3 separate regions of the Sus scrofa genome follow, and regions 1 and 3 are each linked to region 2. The links are chromatin contacts, called in public Hi-C maps. All regions are on one chromosome and are shown on one strand. The core of a region is the stretch at or near the end of the contact, and the rest is flanking DNA. Distances in the headings are between cores, read along the strand shown. Region 1 has its middle 83 kb from the start of WDR75. Region 2 has its middle 67 kb from the start of COL3A1. Region 3 overlaps GULP1 (PTB domain-containing engulfment adapter protein 1).

Region 1 (4,455 bases), core at 961-3,460, 410 kb before region 2:
TATCTGGTGGAAAGAATCAGTTTGTTCTAACTGAAAGTTGGAGTGTCTTGCTTTCTACTGTACCTGAACATTATAACCCAAAGAATGTCCAAAATGTTGCATCAAATTAAAGAAGCTTCAAAACTATTTCTCACCAGGAATCTATTTCCTGAATTATTTCTAAACCATCATTATCAGCAAGTGTGTATCAGGCACTGACATGCAGCCAGCACATCCCTGAGTATTGTACCAATTAAGTTGCTGTTGCTTATGCAGATGCAGTTGATGTAATACAGAGTCCCGTTTTCATGGTTCTTTTCAATTGTGGGTTTGCTATTCCTCTGATTTTATTTGTTTAGAGTTGTCTTTGCTTTAGGTTTGAACATGAGTTTTAGTTATTCCTTTGTCACTTTTAATTTTTACCATACAATTCTTCCTGATCTGTTTGCTGAAAAAAAAGCATTTTCTTGGACACTTTTTCCCTTCAGCTCCTGCCTTCCCGTTTCATGTTTATATGGACTAGCCAACGTTCATTTCAAAACTTTCATCCTTTCTTTTAGTAGGAATATGGGTGTATTAAGGTGTCATCAGATAAGGTGTAGTGATATTAAGGCTTTTGTGTTGCAAGAGGTTTAGCGGATATGATCTAAAATAAGAGAAGTTGTGGTTTGAGTCATAATGGAGGATGTTGGGATATTTTGTTAGGAATTGAGTCCAGCCGTGTTGTGCAGCTTTTAGAAAATTTTTTAATGTTTCTGAGTTTCCTTCTATTTAAAATATGGCAAAGATTGGAATAATATCTATTGAGCACCTTGTATAGCTGAAACATTGTGTGCACTAAAAACAACAGCTAATGGCAGGATTTATAGCTGCAGAAAATGAGAGATAATTTAGCCTGAACTTTGTGTATATGTGACATGAACTCTGCCCCTCCAAGTTTATATTGCTTACAGCAGACCCTCCTAGTTTGTTAGCAGCTTTTCCATTAGGTCCGGGTGCAGCTTTAGAATTGGTAACCAGACATTGCCAGTTAAAGAAAGAAGGAAAATGAGTTGAAACCCATTTTTTTTTTTTTTTTTTGTCTTTTTAGGGCCACACCTGCGGCATATGGAGGTTCCCAGGCTAGGGGTCTAATCGGAGCTGTAGCTGCCGGCTTATGCCAGAGCCACAGCAACGCCAGATCCGAGCCACGTCTGCGACCTACACCACAGCTCATGGCAATGCCAGATCCTTAATCCACTGAGCGAGACCAGGGATTGAACCGGCAACCTCATGGTTCCTAGTTGGATTTGTTTCCACTATGCCATGATAAGAACTCCTGAAACCCATTTTCGATCTTTCATGTAGTCCAGTCCTTTCCTACTATGGAAGAGAAAGCTGAGGCCCAGAGAGGTTATTGATTTCCTTAAGGAAATGCATTTAGTGAGTGGTCAGAACTTGTATTACAAGTCAGAATTCCTAATTCAGTTCTCCTTCACTGCACTGTCTGCCTTTCTTGTTCATCTTTTTTCGTAATAACTGGAATTGGGATTCAGTATCAGTTGCTATTTTTTTTTCTTGAGCAAATAAATTAACCCATGATTTTCTTGAACTAATACTTATTAGTTTATGTAAATGAGCCCCACTGACCACTTTACTCTGGTGATTATTTGTATTTTTAAAAGCCATGATGTTTGATTCAAACCTTCTGCTCGTTTGGCTTTTAGAAAAGTAAAAGCCTGAGGGTTAGCAGATGTTGAAGGAGGTATAATCAACGTAGGAAGAGGTTTCCGAAGTAAGAGTAACTCCAAATATTGCCCACATACTCTCCTTTGATCATTTGACTTTTTTTCTTTTCTGGTCTGGATATCATGCTGTAAATTTTGTGTTGGAATCCACTGAAGCTGGCTACAGTTAATCTTTCTTTTTACTGAGGACATGCTCATGCTTGCTGACAACTACAAAATTAATGTGGACTTAACTTAGCCAAAGGAAAAACAGGATGAGAAAAGACAATATGAAGCCTCTTTTTCTCATCACTTATGCCTCCACCCCACTGTTTTTTGTTTGTTTTAGTTACATTTTCAAATATTCTCTCATTTTCCCATGTTCTTTCTTGGCTTAGCAAAGCTTCTAATACACAGATGACAAACATGGGTTCCAGAAGTGCTGACTCATCACAGCAGAAGTCCTGTGTCTTGGCAGGAGACTTTAAAGTGTTGAGACTGGCCCTTTTCAAAGTAAGTCCGCAGCAGCAGATGTCACTGTTGGTCTATTTTAACTTCAGGGCACTTTATGAGTAGTGTTTTCTCATGAGCATATGAGCCCAGTAATACTAAATTTGAGGCCATGATTATGTGGGACATTTCATGATGGTCTTTAGCACTAATATACTATACATATAACTTTTTTTTGAGGTGTAGTCAATTACTTAGAGTTTTAATGTTGTAATTATTATATTTATACCAGTGCCATTTCCCTTTTTTAATAGAGATCTTTTCCATGCAGTCTAAATTTTCTTTGTCTTCCTCCTTCTTTCTGCATGTTATTCCTTAAACATGGGATAGTTTTCTTTTTTTCTGCTCTAACATACTTATTTGTATATGTATAAATCTCCATAATTCTTGCATTCTCTAATGTACTTTCTTCAATGTTAATTTTTGTGCAGTTAACTACAATGCAGTTAACCTCCACTTTTCTGAGTAAATAAGTTGTGTTAGTTACTTATCTGTTGTCTCTCAGCTCCATGTCCTCCTTTCTGACTCTACTCTGTAATGCTAGGGCTGTGACTCTGCAAACTTTGTTCCTCAAATTTTAGAGTCATTAAAGTGGAACTTGAAAGTATTGGGGATGAGTAGTAGGATATGAGATAAGACTTTCTTCCAGTTTTTAAATTTGTACCATTCTTCTTGGCTGAAGTTCCAAAATGGCACATTTCCTAATCATCAACCTTTGGGAGTGACTCCAGCCTCCAGTTCCTTTTGGCACTTCCAGAGCCAGCCTCATCCTATTCCCACAGAGGTACCAGCAGCAGGCAGCCCAAACACCTTCCTTAAAGCATCAAATCTGGGGCCTTGTTCTTTTAGCTCCGAGATTCTGGTTAGCCTCGCCATTTCCCTTTTGGTCGTCTAACCTCAGGCGGGGTGGCTGCTTCCTGGGTTACCTTGGTTTTCCCTTTTTGCTTGTTCAGCCCTCTAACACCTGTGAAAACAATTCCCTCCATTAAAATCCCGTTTGTTAAAAACTGTGGTTTCTTGACTTGCCATGTGTATGTGTGGTTTCTTGACTTGCCACGTGTGTGTGTGTGTGTGTGTATTTGAAAAATAATATTTCAAATTATATTTAATGTTAAAAATGGGAAAAATCAAGTAGCAATTCATTATATCATATTTTTTATTTATATTAAAAATACTTTCCTGATTTAGTCCTTTAGCATGTGATATGTATGTGATGATTTTTACTATGGAATATGCCTTGTGAAATATACATGTATACCTCCACAATCAAAACAAAAATGGGTGTTGACATCTATAGTAATTTTTCCTTGCAGAAATACTCAGTCCTTACCAGTGGGGTTCTAATTAGGTTTTACAATAACAGAACTCTCTTGATACCTATTTCTTATCTCTTATCCCTTATCTGTTCATACTCCATAATACAGAAAGCAAACCAAGACCAGGAGAGATGAAGGGACTTGTGCAAGGTCATACAAGTGAATGGTTAGAAACCTGGAGCAGAACTGAATCTGATGTTCTTTCTTTTGCCTCAAGCTGCCTTAGTTGCTCATGATTTTACTTGTATCTAGTGCAGGCATTTATTAGCATTTGGCAAGAAATGAGCATAAATGAAGTGATTAATCTAGGATTTCTTTGAGCTAATCATGAGTTATATTAACATATCATGCTGAGAACTTTGATTTGAAAGAGGCAGTGTTAGAGAACTTGTTGACTTTCTATGAAAGTGAATTATTTCACTATACTGCGTATTTATTCATTCAGTCACATTTGGTCAGCTAGCACTTATTAATATATAGTAATGTAAGGTAATGACATAAGTTAATGCGTTAGTATCATCTTTGTTTTAGCTCAGTCAACATTTCCTCCTTCTATCCACAGCGTTATTCTACTTTCTCACCTCTTTGCTGTTAAACACCCTATAATCTAGTTTGTGCTCCCTTTCTATTGAAACAACTCTTGAATTCACCAAGGACCTCCAGATTGCCAGATTCAACACTTTTTGGCTTTTCTTGGTCATATTCTGTGACAGTCGACACTGTTGACTATTCCTTTTTTCCTGAAAACTCCCTCTTTCTTCTTATATACTTCTCTAATAAATTATCATCCTACTCCTCCTATTGTTATTTCTCATGTCTCCTGTGCAAAATCTTAAATATTGGTGATTTCCAGAGCTCTGTTCCTGGTCCTATGCCCTTCTCACTATATTTTCTCTTCCATACCACCCTATTTCAACCTACCATATTCTGTCTTTCTGGCACCA
Region 2 (4,390 bases), core at 1,581-4,080:
CGAAACACTTTTTTAATTTCCCTGGATGAAGGAAACGCAGAAGAAGGTATCTTCATGTCAGACTAATTTCTTAGCCAACTTCCCATACTGGCACAGTACAATAAAAGAGTTATTTTTCAACTCTAGAACATTATTTCATTTTTCCTTAGAGAAGTTGGGGGTTGGGGGGGAGACAGTGGGCAAGTTTGCTGGCAGTACTACCTGATTTCATCATTGTTCTAATTTACTTCACATATGTCTAACAAATTCAAAAAGCAGATTTTTAAAACAAGTTTAAAGGACTTTTTGTTGGTAATCCCAGAAGGATTTAACTAGTCTCAGTTGAGTCATCACAGACAATATTTCCTTTCCCTTCACTGTGTTTTCTCCCTTTTTTTTCCTCTCAGGTCTCTTATATTGTGCCAAATATATTGACTTAAAAACTTCTTCAGATCATCTCTAATGGACATAACCAATTTTGGATAAGATCATTAGACTCCATTAATAAATGACCATAGTTGACTATAGTTGACATAGTTGACTGCAATAGTTAAAATTAATCACTATGGCTTTTTATATAAATGGATGAACCATGACTTCTGACTTTTTTCAAGCTATCTAAAAACCCAGTTGTCCTTGATAAAGATTTCAATTTATCCCTAAATTTACCTGTTAAATTTAAACATATTTGTATTTTATTTACTTTGTTAATAATGATGCTTATTTGCCCATACAAAAGGCTTTTTAAAAATGAGGTCAGGTTCGTCAACTTGCTAACAGGTTTTGACTGACTGATACTGGCTCTCTGTTTTCACATTACTTCATTTATTGCATTATTAAATCAATTCTTACTTTAGAAGCCAAGAAAATGTTTTATATTGCAAGATGGTTGCCTCCCTAGAGTTCATTAGCTCATTTGCTTTCAATTAACTGTGTGTGTACTGCATCTGTCTCATAACTTCCCTAATGCTGAAGTCTTATTGCTCAGGCAGGCAGAGTAGCTGGTCTCATCTTGAATTGTCAAAGAAAAGAAAGACTGAAAAGTACTTTCCAGATAAACTACCCTACACTTCTGCTAGTCTATCTGTGTTGTCTATGGATGGAGTTGAACTACTAGAGGCAAGTTCATGCCATCTAAGTTTGTAGCTCAATATGTACTTGATTGAATTTGGAAAACACTTAGATTTTATGGAATAGTTTGGTTTGCCCCTTCAATGACCTGTTCACTATTATATTTTCAATGATTTCAAAGTATTCTAACATAAAACGAGAGGTTTTGCCCTTTATTCAGAATTATACAGCTAGTTTATGATGGTGTTAGAAATATATTGCTTCGACTGGTACTACAGTATTCTTTTAATTCCATCAATAATCCCATTAGTCCCTTTTAATCCCATCACATAAATAGCCAAGTTATACTTCATACATGCTCACGTATTAGTACAAATTTGGTTCAGGAATGACAGCAAAGGAATACCCCTTAGAATTAATAAACTGAGATTTCAGCTAAGAACTCGCCAATTTCTTGCCTATCAGTTTAATTTAGCTCAAATATTTTTTTTTAAAAATTGCCTTAAATATACATACAGCCTAATATTTTTAGATCCATTCTTCCTGAAAGGTAATTAAAACTTTCTCTAACTTTTAGTATTAACTGTCTAGTGAAATTGATCTATGTGAAGAACTTATCTAAATGAAGAACCTGTATTTTCAATAAAGAAATTTTTATATGTTATCTGAATAATGAATGAATAGTTAGAAAACACAACCTCAATAAATCTGCCTAGCTCAACACAACGATCATATTACTTTCCTATGCTTGTGGGAGCAATGGCTAGTGAACTCAATTTTAAGCCCACTATCTCTTGTAGATAACATTCCATGTTGAGCAATAAGAATTTTGCTGACTTTTTCCAGAAAATATTTCCCACCGAATTTATGACCAGAAGTTAATGTTATATTAACGTTTTCAAAGTCCATAACTTTATTTTCTAAAACAAGAAAAAGAAGATGAAACTTACAGAGAGTCTTCTGGATACAACTGATGTGAATACATAAATTGCATTTAGTTTTCTAGCCAAAATAGCAATTTGCTCCCGTTACCATGTTTCTCTATCTAAAAGGGAGGCTGCATATGGTAGGCTGTCAGCTTTTCCAGCAACACTCACAAATATTTTCCTTATGCTGCAAACTAAACCCTTGACTCAGTGTCTCACCCAGTAGACGTTATTCATTTTGAAATAGCACAGCTGTAATTCACATTTTATGTCTGATGCCTTCCCTCCATGAGTTGGGTTCCAAAAATAAGCCAAAATATTGAGATAAGTACATTTAATAAATTTCATAGAGAGAGAATCTGTCAATGCAATCAACTTTCAATGGCCGAAAGCAGGGGTATTCCTGTTGTTAGTAGGAATTTTCAGTTTTTTAAAAATACTGCTGACTTGGAGTTCCCTGGTGGCTCAGTGGGTTAAGGATCTGGCATTGTCACTGCTGTGGCTTTGGTTACATGCTGCAGCTGTGGCCAAAATACTGCTGACTCAATTGATGTATTCATCCCTAAATATCTCACCTTTGAGAAAAATGTGTAATCAAATAATTAAATAAACTAATTAATTTTCATCTTTTTTCTGTACCTCTCACTGAAAAATGGTGAAGGGTCATGTTTTGTGACATGAAAGTTTATGAAATTGTTCATAAGCTGATAGTATCCTCAGAGGGGGTCCAAAATTTGGAACCACATTTAGTCCATGAGAAGGGTAAAATTTGTGGGTAAACCACATATGCTGCTGGAGGAAGTGGGACAAAGTGAGTCAGCAGGGAGAACTGGCATCCACAAAGCAGGTTAAAATGAGGTAACTCCATTAGCAGTCAGTACCAAAGAAGTTCAGAAACTCACTGAGGTTTGTGTGAGGCCAATGAAGCACTGAAACAATGATTCATGTAGAAAATAACACATGGAGATAAAGGTCAGACATCTGCATCAAGATGGTGTTTTCTAAACAAATTTAACATTTGCAATGAAATTTTAAGAGTACAAACAGGATTTCAGCAATGAAATAGAAAGAGTTGGAAAAATAAGTCACTGAAACAATATTAGAAAATTGGTCCAGACTTTCTAGACAATATACACAAAAGAGAAAAAATAAATAAATAAAATAAATATTTTATAAGATATGTCTTATAAGATATCTTAATCAGAAGAGAAATAAATAAATAAATAAATAAAAATAAACCCTGGGGCTCAAGATGAGGGTTTGTTCCCAGCTCCATAAAAACGAAAGATGAGGGTCAGACTAACAGCAACAGTGACTTTCTGCTGTTTTAGATTTTGAAAATCACTTTCATTTGAGTCAGGATTGATTCCAGTGCAAATGTGTAAGATAGTGGAAAGAACGGATGGAAGGAAAGGAAATTAAACAGAAAAAAAGAAGTAATATAATGAAAAGGCCTAGAAAAAACTGTGAGACACTTCCTGTTTCTGATAATGATGGACTACGTTATTCAGAACACTTACCCTGCTAACAGCAACTTAAAACTTAGATAAAAGATTTTTTGAAAAAATAAAATTTTCCCTTAAAACACTTAAGGAAATCACAAAATTTTAAGCAATAATCAATGACAAAAATAAATGGAATGCTAGAAATCAAGCAGGGAAACAAGCATAAGAAGCTACTTTTGCCTATTGGCATTTGTTGATCTAAAAAATTAGAAACTGCCTAAAATGAAGAGGAGAGATTTCAAACTGAGGGCATAAAATAAGGTGGAGAGTCTACTAGAAGATCTTCACGTTAATTTGGACTCTAAGGGCTACAACTTCTTGGTGAATACAAACAGGAAGAGAACTAATCTTGCATGGAATTACAAACCAGGTCTATAACTGAGGATGATCCAAGGAATTTGAGACGTTTGCGTGGTTTAAAGTAGACCACGGACAGGTATCTTTCCTAGCCATATGTCAGAAAAGAATATAAATCTTTTCTGAAACATAAGAACCTTTTCCACAGGTTCAATATTTTAAAAATATAACCAGTACTAAAAGATGATCAGTCACAAAGAAAATGATTGTGAGCTAGAAGAAATAAGAGAAAAAGGAAACTGACTGTGAAGACTTCAGATTATGAAATTATTAGAGGCAGAGTAAGAAATTATCCTACCTATAATTAAGTTAAAAATAATAAAAGACAAGATTGAAGATAGGAATATATTAAAATGGCATATCATATTTGAAAAATAATCAAATTGAAATTATAGAAAAAACCTCCATAGATATTTTGAAAATCAGATTCAACAAATTTTTAGAGGGCCTTTATAATCTAGAATATAAATTAGAAGAAATTACATCAAGTACAGAGTTATCAAAAGATGTAATTTTCATTCGTGACTAAAAGAGAAAGTAAAACTTGAAAGA
Region 3 (4,662 bases), core at 1,802-4,301, 280 kb after region 2:
ACATAAGCAGGCATGACGTTCTAAGAAAAAATATTTGCATGCAAGCTTGTGCCCATGAACATGAGAATTTAGTTAGGAATGAAATCCTAAAACATATTCTCATGACAGGATGAATCTATTAGTGTAGTTAAGTATTTGCAGACCTTATTCACTTCCAAATACTTTACTAATACCGGAAACAAGACAATTCCTGGCTTGTAAAACAGAACCAACCACCCTAAAACATCTGGCATACTTACACACTTTTCACTGTCAAATACATAGCACAAATGTTTATTTGACTCAGAATCTTTGCATATGAAAGTGAATATTCTCTTGTCAGTTTTATCATCTGCACAAAATGATATTCTGTGAAGCTGGCAATTGTGTTGAACTTCCTGTGAACACAGACGAAAATAAACATAGTTGAAGAGACTTTTTTTCATTTTCTGAAATACCAGCTGTGTTAATAATTTACAATTTATGAAACATTACCTATCATATTTTGGTTTTATAATTATATACACCTCAAACTTTAACAAATATGTAATGGAGATAAACCTCCTGACTCAGGATTAAACTAAGTCATTTCAATAGCAGTTAGAAAAACACAAGGGAAAAAAGGATCAGAGGTTCATGGGCTTCCTGAGCTACAAGGGAGCTACATAAACCATTACTTTAAACTGTGCAACTTTACTTAGGAGGATATTGAGGTCTAGAGAGATTAAAATACTTCCACAAGGTTACAGAATTAGAAGAATGCTTTTTAACCAAAATACTTTTCATTTTATTTTACTGCTGCAAATAAACATTCCTGTGTAAAACATAACTTCATCTGTACACAATTTTATATGAAACATAACTACACAGTACATATCTTCATGGTAACATATATATATATATACTACTGAAACTCTTCTGTCTAAGGAAGATCATGCTTGCAACTTCTGTAATATTTCCATTGGAGCAGTGAATGGAGGTCTACACATCCAGCATCCAAATGACTGAATCAACCTTGTTAATCAGTACAAAAATAAATATTGCATGTATATATATATATATATGTGTGTATATATACATAAAACTACAGCTAGCATGTCACTGAATCTTTCCAAGTTCAAGGTTTGATGTGTCAGCTTGTTGAGATTTGATCTACCAAACTGAATTGCATTACTGCTCATCAGATTGAAAACAAGTACATGAGATATACAAATAGATGTTAAAAGAATGCATCCACAGTACTGCATTCTTTCCCCACATACAAAGCAAATGGTAGTCAGCAAACGGTGGTTTGCAAGCGTCAAAATTAAAATGAGGAAGTATACTGTATAATTGTAATGGTTTTTGTCATTACTAGATAGCCTGTTTCATCCATTTCAACAGCAAGGAGAAACAATGCTCAATTAACTAAAACTTCTGATGAAGGCACAGAAAGAAAGATATTGGAGTCAACTGAGATTGCTTTTTGCTTCCATTTTCATCCATCCTTCCATTCATTTGGGATTCCCATGATCCACCTGCCTCTCTGTCTGTTTTTACATACGTACATACATACATACATACATACACACACACTCCACACCAGATACTAAACCAGTGTTAGTTATCCTGCAGTATCCTTAAGTCTTTACATTTTGTGCTTTTGTAAAGATATGCCATTATTAAACTGTCAATTCTAAACACTAAAGAAGTTCTCTTTATATACTGCATTTAATCATATTTGTATTTTCCTAATACTTAAACTCTGTATTAATTACTGAAAAAATGAAGCATTCTAAATGCTCAATAACGGAAGAATGGTTTAGTAGATTATAATTTATAGATTATGGTATTGGTGAAATTCTTATGGTCTAGGATATATTATTGGTAGTTTCTAATCAAAACAAACAAGAACACGTGTAGAAGATACATAACATGTATTATCAGGCCTACATATTTCAAGGTGTGTTTAGCAAGTCCTAAAATTCATGTAAGAAATTATCTATTCATAAATTACACACATACACTCCAAAACTGACCCATATGGTTTAGAAAAAACTTTAAACACAAACACTGTCTACAAATGACCTGTTCTAATTGGACATGCACTTGATTTTAAAAAGGATATGCAGGACTAGGATTGTTTTTCTTTTTCATTCGTTGCTACACTTTTGGCTGAATTGTCTCTCTGTAGTTTATGGCTTCCTCAGCCTACTGTTCTTTAGTAACTACCATTTACCTAATGAATTCATCTCAGCAGACACACCGTTCAGTAGATAATTCCTCATTTGCAACTGCCTTGTTTCCTGGCAAACTATATATATATAAAACTATATATTTAGTTTCCTTTCACCATGACTTCTTTTGTCTGCTTTCAGCCATCTTGGCAATAGTAATCGTGGGATAACCATAACCAAAGTGAAGTCTCCAACTCTTTAATTATTATTTAATATCGAGTATAGAGAATGGGAGGAAGTTAGAACAGCTATGGGAGGTCTTAAATTCATGGTTTGAAAGGTTTGAAGGAATGTAATTATTCTTTAAGTTGGAATTGAACAGTAACTGTGGGTGCATCCATGCCATTGTCCAGCTGTCCTCAAACATATTAAAAAGGCAAAATCTCCATGGCTATTCTGTAGGCTAAGATATGGGGTAGGACTTATTTTTGCAAATGTCTCAGGCATTTTGATGCAAGTATTCCACGGATTATAATTTGAAAGGGAAGGCTACTGCATGTAGCCAGCAGTCTGTGCACTATACTAGAACTCCTCAAACTTTAGCGTGCATGGTAGGTACTGTGTTTCTTCTTGAATTACAGATTTAGTAAGTCTGGAACAGGGCCTGCGTTTTTACGGTTCTAACAAGCTTCCAGGTGATGCAGATACTGCTAGTCCACTGTGAAGAGCAAGACATTGTCAGGGGTTGTTAAGCACATAGATTGAAGGTATCAGTGGCAAACCTGGACTAGTGAAAACTGCAGACCTGTGAAACAATTTTATTTATTTATTTATTGATTGATTCATTCATTCACAGGGCTGAGTCACATGGAAGTTCCTGGACCAGGGATCACACCCATGCCACAGCAGTGACATAAGCTGATCTTTAACCCACCGTGCTGCAAGGGTACTCCAAGATCTGTAAAAATATTTTCATAACCTTTTTATAGTCCAGGGTTTCCTTGGGCTTTCATGTTGAATTAATTTGTCAGTAAGCATACTACATTATTAAAAGAAAGTATTGATAATATATATTTGAAAAATAATTGGAGTTGAACGTTAGTCAATTTTTCCAAACTGACTTTCAGTGGTTTACCAACATTACTAAACAGTAATTCTGAGGTTCTGTGAATAAAGTACTATATTTATTTTTTAGGGCTGCCATAACAAAATACCACAGGCTGGGTGACTTCAACAACAGAAATGTATTTCCTCACAGTTCTGGAGGCTAAAAGTCGAAGGTCAAGGTGTTGGAAGGTTTGGTTTCTGCTGAAGTCTTGCCCTTTGGATTGCAGATGCCTATCTTCTTGCTGTGTCCTCACATTGCTTTTCCTCTGTGCTCACAAACCCCTGGTGTCTCTTTCTCTTATTGTAAGGACAGTAGCCTTACTGGATTAAGGCCCAATTAAGACATCATTTAACTTTAATTACCCTACAGGCTCTATCTCCAAATATAGTCACATTGCTGATTAGGCTTAAACATAGGAATTTTAGGTGAAAAAAATTCACATTCACAACATATTAGTACATATTAATAAATATGAATCTAGAATAGATTATATTTTCAACTTTTTTTCTCATTGGATCTGTAGGAGGAAAAGCTCTTAAATACAGGAACTTTAATTTTATACAGTGTTATAGGCTGAATTATGTTCCTCTCAAACATATATGGTAAAGCCTTAATTCCCCTTGCCTGAGAATGTGACTGTATTTGGAGATAAGGCTTGAAAGAGGTGATTAAGTTAAAATAAGATCTTCAGGGTGGTTTCTGATCCAACCTGACTTGTGTCCTTAAAAGAAGAGGAAATTGGACACACAAAGAGACCCTAAGGGTGTGTGCACACAGACAACCATGTTAAGAGGCAGCAGATGGGCTGCCATTTGCAAGCCAAAGAGAAAAGCCTTGGAAGAAACCTTGCCTGCTTCTGTCAACTTAATCTTGGATTTCCAGGAGTTCCCCTCGTGGCGCGGTGGTTAACGAATCTGACTAGGAACCATGAGGTTGCAGGTTCGATCAGTGGCCTTGCTCAGTGGGTTAAGGATCCAGCGTTGCCGTGAGCTGTGGTGTAGGTTGCAGGCATGGCTGGATCCCACGTTGCTGTGGCTCTGGCATAGGCCAGTGGCTATAGCTCTGATTAGACCCCCTAGCCTGGGAACCTCCATATGCTGCACAGGGAGCAGCCCTAGAAAAGGCAAAAAGACCAAAAAAAAAAAAAAAAAAAACTTGGATTTCCAGCCTCCAGGACTATGAAAAATAAACTTCTGTTGTTTGACCCAGCAGGTCTGTGGTATTTTATTATGGAGATAAACCAATAGATATTGACTATGTCTACAGGCAATAAGGGTCAGTCCAGGACTTTTTGATGAACAACATACAGATTTTGTCTTCTTTCACACTCAGTGAAGCACACTTACATGCATTTCCTTCACAGCACATGAATACAAAATTCTTAAATATCAGACCAAATAACATTAAATCTACTTAATA

What was found. Hi-C and Micro-C count contacts between places; a contact is called where the count stands out from the background.
Region 1: a Hi-C map of embryonic fibroblasts shows a contact between it and region 2, with 2.2 times the contacts expected there. The contact joins two enhancer-like sites. A contact is called at or near these places in 2 of 47 Hi-C or Micro-C datasets (embryonic fibroblasts and retroperitoneal adipose tissue).
Region 3: a contact with region 2 is called in a Hi-C map of embryonic fibroblasts, with 2.5 times the contacts expected there. The contact joins two enhancer-like sites. A contact is called at or near these places in 3 of 47 Hi-C or Micro-C datasets (embryonic fibroblasts and subcutaneous adipose tissue).

The regions. Positions count from the first base shown.
Region 1 is chr15:93,895,791-93,900,245 of Sscrofa11.1, reverse strand. It overlaps a transcript of COL5A2 not described here. Among named protein-coding and RNA genes, the nearest start is that of WDR75, 83 kb to the left of the region's middle. Within about 2 kb of position 2,210, at least 18 of the 83 cell types and tissues checked have an H3K27ac peak or open chromatin away from gene starts, as enhancers often do. A contact at or near this core is called in embryonic fibroblasts, where this site is marked.
Region 2 is chr15:93,487,466-93,491,855 of Sscrofa11.1, reverse strand. No RefSeq gene overlaps it. Among named protein-coding and RNA genes, the nearest start is that of COL3A1, 67 kb to the left of the region's middle. Within about 2 kb of position 2,830, at least 4 of the 83 cell types and tissues checked have an H3K27ac peak or open chromatin away from gene starts, as enhancers often do. A contact at or near this core is called in embryonic fibroblasts, where this site is marked.
Region 3 is chr15:93,205,795-93,210,456 of Sscrofa11.1, reverse strand. GULP1 (PTB domain-containing engulfment adapter protein 1) reads right to left here. Exons shown (of 12, transcript XM_021075382.1): 7 at 240-377. Among named protein-coding and RNA genes, the nearest start is that of DIRC1, 210 kb to the left of the region's middle. Within about 2 kb of position 3,051, at least 4 of the 83 cell types and tissues checked have an H3K27ac peak or open chromatin away from gene starts, as enhancers often do. A contact at or near this core is called in embryonic fibroblasts, where this site is marked.